Linked DNA regions of Ovis aries: region 1 is linked to region 2. Evidence: chromatin contacts called from public Hi-C data. All regions are on one chromosome and are shown on one strand. The core of a region is the stretch at or near the end of the contact, and the rest is flanking DNA. Distances in the headings are between cores, read along the strand shown.

Region 1 (2,834 bases), core at 226-2,725, 200 kb after region 2:
TTGTTTTCGGGAAAGCGGCGCTTCCCTAGCCGCCCCCCTTGCCTTGATGGCTGCCCTCCCCAACCCCTGTTTTTTTACATGGCATTTGAAGAACTAGTTAGTTGTACAAAATACTCTAGGTCAGAAGTATTTGGAAAATTGGGTAGGTGTGGCTGGCAAAAAAGTTGTATTTATTCGTGCGTGTACTTATACTGTCCCCTGGTGGGGGTACCCGAGATCCATATTGTATTGATTCCATCCTGCCTACAGCAGTAAGAGTATGGATATAGATTTCTTCCCCTTAAGTAAAGTGATACTCTCATTACAAATTCTTTGTTATGTTGGAATAAGAGCTCTTTGGAAGCAAAGGCTTTGAAAAAGAACTTGAGAGACCTAGAGAGGAAGTTGATAAGAGACCCAGCACCTAATGTACCTTATTCTTCCTCTTATTGGTGATGTTCTTGGTCTGATAATTCCTTTGAGCCCCAGTTAACTTGTTTCTTAAATAGAGATAGTAATACCTACTGTACAAGCTTGTTTTGAGATTTAAATGATACTGAGTATGCAAACAATGCAGAATTTAATATTTATTTTGTTACTTCTAGTAAGAAATACTGAACCTCTGGACCTCAAGTTTGTGAACTATATAACTACATTGCTTTGCTTTAACCTTCATATCATCAAAACAAGCATTCTGTGCTATTAATAAGATATTTTTTAATTTTAAATTTTAAATTAAAAAAGAAATTGGGAGGCTGCATCTCGTGGGCAGCATATGGAATCTTAGTTCCCTGTCTGGGCCCATGGCAGTGAAAGTGCTGAGTCCTAACCACTGGACTGCCAGGGAATTCCCTATAAGACTTTTTTTTAGCTGGTTAGTTTTTATATCTGTGTTGCCTTTATTTCTTAGAACTCAAAAGGTATTTCCTTCTTTCCTTTGAGAGTCTGTATTTCAGTGAGCCTAGTTTATTTATTTATTTTTAAAGACTCCAGACAGTTTCACAGTTCAACCCAGTCATTGCTTGTATAGAAGGTGAATTAGTCCCATAGAAGTTTAAGTTACAGGCCCAAGACCATTGGCATCCTAGAGGCAGAGTAGGGATAAGGACCCAAGTGTGTTGTGACGAAAAGGTTCACCAAACCTTTCTCTTTCTGTGGATAAATGACCTTGGTTTAATTTTCAGCTGTTTCATGGGGCACATAAAGGTGGTATTACCAGTGTGGGGTCTGGGAAAATGGTCCCTGATTTGTGAGTTGCATCTGGAGTGGGAGTGACTACCTGGTAGGAGGAAGCGGTACATTCTTCTGAGTGTGCCCCTTGACGGGTTGGGTCCCGTGGAAGCTATACCCATGAGAGCCTTAAAAGAGGATGTTGGTTCCAGCTTAAGGTTTCCAAGCCAGGGTGGCCTCCACAGCCTCCTGTGAGTCTTGTACCCTTGCACCTGAGCAGTCATGTGGTGGTGGTTAGGAGGAAGTGCAAAGACAGCGGCTCCTGGAGTGCGCGTTCTGCTGACACATCTGGCCTGCTGCTACCCTGCTGGGCTTTCCGGCCCTGCAGCCTTTGAGTGAACAGGTTACAGCTGTGGTCTGCTTAGGTCTAGGATTTCCTCTAGTCTGAATCATCAGGGTAGTTCTTTTCATCTGATTGGTTAGCCTTGACTTGAGATCAAAAGGCCGTAGAACAATCACACACAAAAGATTTTCATCCTCTTTGGTTTTCCTTAAAATATTCTTTAAACAATTTCTGGCTTATTTCCCGTCTTCTGAGGAAGAGGTGAGATTTTGTTGCCATAGTCTGACCTCCACAAATCTTGCCACCACTGCCACCCCCATCCTTGAGATCTAGAATTATGTTTTAGAAATGACAGTAGGTACAAGTTATAAAGATAACTCTGATTTTTTCCAGGATTTTGTAGTTGAGTTTCTTGTTGCACTAATACAGAATATGGAACACAGTGGGAGGAAGGCTAACAAGACCAGAGACCCTTAGTCATTTGAGTACATGTTGGTCTATATCCATAGTTGTGTTTAGTTCTTTTTAACTAAAATATTTTAAGGTGATGATGGGTAGTTAAGTTATGTGTAGTGCTAGGCACAATATAAGCATTTGGTGGATATTAAAAAATTGAGTCTGTTATCTAGACTGTAGTAGGATTTAAGTGATCAGGCATTCCATTTCAGTGGCCTTTTTCCATTTTTTTAGTATCCGGTGTCTTGAGAAAGTTTGAAGTTCCTTGGTATTAACTTTGTAAGAATGCTTGTAAGAAAAATAATTTAAATAAACAGACCCTGGGCAACAATTAAGAAGTTTCTCTTTTGCATTTGATGACTTCTGTGACGGCTTTCATAATATTATATATAATGCTAAATATTTACGTAAACCTGTCATTTGTGACACCTAGTATCTATCCTAGGAATTAGAGCTTCATGATACATAGTAAATGTAGGTAAGAACAGATATTTCAGACAGAGGAAAAGATTAGACTCATTGAAACATGAAGGTCATTTATAGTTTGTGGATATGAGGTTCTCTTTCTAACACTAAGCTGATAACATCAAGACAAGACACATCTTCGTACATGATTTTCCGAATACAGAGCAAACGTAAGAGCAGCTTCCTGAGTATCTCACCGGCTCTCAGTTGAAATACAAACCAGTTCTGACCGTCCTACTTCTGCTGCATTGTGGGCGTCAGCACCTCCCTTCCCTGTGAAAAGTCCTGATTTTTCTCAGCCTACTTGCATTTTTTTTTTTCAATTTTCTTAAAAAAAAAAAAAAATTTTTGTTGTGGTTTGCATGCTTTTTAATTTATTTTATTTGCATTTTATTTGCTGCACCATGGCATGCAAGATATT
Region 2 (2,700 bases), core at 86-2,585:
GGAGGGGGAGAATCCCACCCATCGCAACCTAACACCTACTGAACCATTGTGGAGAGCTGGACTTCGGAAATTTCCAGCGCAAAATTGTAGGTGGGGGCGGGAGAGCTGTAGGGCAAGCCTGTGGAGGCGATTTTAGAAGTGCACACGTTGTAGGGAAATTTTTCCCTCAAACTGTCTAGAGGGAAGTGGTCATGATCCACTACAAGTTCTCCTGAAATGATCAAGTGCACAGAGGCAAAGCGCTACACTGCTGAGAAACGTGGCTGCTTTGCTTCCTCCGCAGTCCCCAGGCAGCTCCAATGTACTTCATATCAGTAAGTGATCAGTCCCAGCCAAGGGTACAGAGGGATGTGATCCGGCTGGGAAGAACTGCACTCCCCTTCTAAGTCTCCAGATAGCCAGTTCCCCGCTGGTTGCCATTTTTTGCAATTTAAAATTTAAGAAAATTTAAATAGGATTAGCCCTGTGTGTGGAAGAGAAGAGCCTGTTTGAGGAAACAGAAAAGGTACCATGTTGTGTAAGTTTTACATATTTTAACTGGGTGGTGTTTGTGTGTGTATCCACAGAACAAAGTGCAGTAATTATACAATTCGTTATTTAAGCCATTATAAGGACCGCTACAACAGGAGGGAGGGGAGAGAATATCTAAACTACATTAAATGATTCTTAAAAGCTCATTCTAGGAAAAGGAAATGCCAGAGTAGTAAGATAAGGAGTCTTCATTAACAACAAATTCATCATTTCCCTCCTTCAAAATGAGACACTCTTCTAAGGCAGTTTGCTTGGAAAGTAGTTTTGCACCGTAAATCTGGGACATGTTTTTTATGTATGTGTTTGCTCTGCATGAGGCTTAAGAAAAACACAGCAACCAAACCACCCGAGCCAACCCTGGAGGGAAAGAGAAGACCTAATCACCCGTGATGGCGATTACATAATAGAGATTCGCGCACACAAACCCCCAGAGTCTCAAAAGAATCAGCCTTTGGCTTCCTGTCATAAAAGATGCCTTTTTTTCCTTTGTGAGGATCACTAAAAATGCTTCCTAAAGACCAAGTGGATGTCTTTGGTAGAAATAGAGGTCACTTAGGAATGATTAAGTACACCCCCAGCCAACATGAAGCCTGTATCGATAACTAAAGTGCCTCTGCATTTAGCGCAGCAAAAGCTCATAATCTGTTTCTAATCGGTGCCCTGAAGATGCTCCCAAGGAGGAAAAGGCCTGGCGTGGGTAGTCGCCCCTCCCCAGGCCCGCGTCTCAGGCCCTCCCTGGGGCAGCCGGAGTGCTCCTCTCTTAGATAATGCCAGGTACTCTGGAAAGTAGCCGTGTAATAATACACAAACCCCTGATGATGTCAGCGTGTTATTGACTTTCCAAGTCTGAATGACTGAGCAGAGGAGCGGGGGTGGGGCGCGATCCATCCGGCAGCGCGGGGACCGGCCAAGCGAAAATGAGCTCGCGGACCAGGCCGGGGGGAGGGGCGGCAGCGGCTCAGCGCTCAGGCTCCGCCAAGGCGGCGTCGGTGTCCGCGGCCCAGCCCGGGCACGGCTCCGGGCTCCCGCTCCCGAGCTCTTTGCGTTTGGTCAAACACCCCTCCGGCAGAAATCGCTCAGGCCACCCCCCTTGACAACCACCACCCTCCCCCTCTCCTCCGGCAGCTTTCACCACGTGGCCGAGCCGCCTTACAAAACGGGGAGCAGAGGGCTAGAAAGGGGGCCCCTGCCCTTCCCCTGCCCTGCACCAGAGCCTGCCGCCCCAGCTGCGGTGAATTCGCAGATGTGACGGTCGCCGGCCGCAGAGTATTGCCCTCTGCTAGAGATCCCCTTGGAAATTGCACCTCAGCGGTGGTGACATTTTATGGGATGTGACTGGCTTCCTTTATGGCGCTGGGAGTGCAGGTGCCGGATTGTAGGTTCCTGTTCTCACCCAGCAAACCGACCACAGGGCGCCCAGTCATCTTCAAGGCTAGGTGTGAACCGGGCCAGGCTGCCCTTAAATGGAATTGCATTTGGAGGCCGGGATCTGGGGATAAGCACTCCAGGCTGGGGCGTGGCCTTCCCCACCAGGCCTCTGCCTCCCTTTCGGGCCTAGCAGCTCCTGCTGGCCCTCCGCCCTCCCGCGCACCCAGCTTCGCTGGGGGCATCTATGGGACTAGGCACCTAGACCGCTGCCTGCTGGCGCAGCTCCCTCAGTCCCTCTCCTCGACCTGCTGAAACCCTCCCAGAAGTCCACGTCCGCAGAACTTCAACCCAACGCCCCAGGGCCAGACTGCTCCTCCTCAGAGCTCCAGCCTGCCTCTCCCCGCGTTCCCTGCCCCATCAGGTTTGTTCATGGAAGCCCCAGGCGGGCCCCCTGGTTCCCAGTCCTGTTCTACCCCTTATTAGCTGTGTGCGTGTAGACAGAGTGCTTAACCTCTCTGTATCCTTTATCCGTGGAAAGCGGGAAGCAGTAATCCCCGCAGTCACTGCTGGGAGGATTAAATGAAAGCCGGATTTCATAAGAGACTCCAGCCTTCGAATATTCCAGTCCTTTGCCTTCACTAGCAGTGTCATCTGTCGGGCCAGAGTCCCAGGGTGGTTCGCTGGACTGTGGGGCCCGCTGTTCCCCCTACCCTCCGGGCTCTCTAGAGCCCACTGACCCTCAGTGCCCCCCTCCCTCCACGGGGACCCTGGGAAGAGGCACTTTACTACCAAGGTTGGGGT

Evidence for each region. Hi-C and Micro-C count contacts between places; a contact is called where the count stands out from the background.
Region 1: a Hi-C map of hypothalamus shows a contact between it and region 2, with 6 times the contacts expected there. The contact joins two enhancer-like sites. A contact is called at or near these places in 3 of 16 Hi-C or Micro-C datasets (blood, hypothalamus and tail adipose tissue).

The regions. Positions count from the first base shown.
Region 1 is chr1:210,672,341-210,675,174 of ARS-UI_Ramb_v3.0, forward strand. All of the region lies in intron 1 of TBL1XR1 (TBL1X/Y related 1), which reads left to right. Among named protein-coding and RNA genes, the nearest start is that of TBL1XR1, 82 kb to the left of the region's middle. Within about 2 kb of position 1,476, at least 16 of the 54 cell types and tissues checked have an H3K27ac peak or open chromatin away from gene starts, as enhancers often do.
Region 2 is chr1:210,468,791-210,471,490 of ARS-UI_Ramb_v3.0, forward strand. No RefSeq gene overlaps it. Among named protein-coding and RNA genes, the nearest start is that of TRNAE-UUC, 100 kb to the right of the region's middle. Within about 2 kb of position 1,336, at least 51 of the 54 cell types and tissues checked have an H3K27ac peak or open chromatin away from gene starts, as enhancers often do.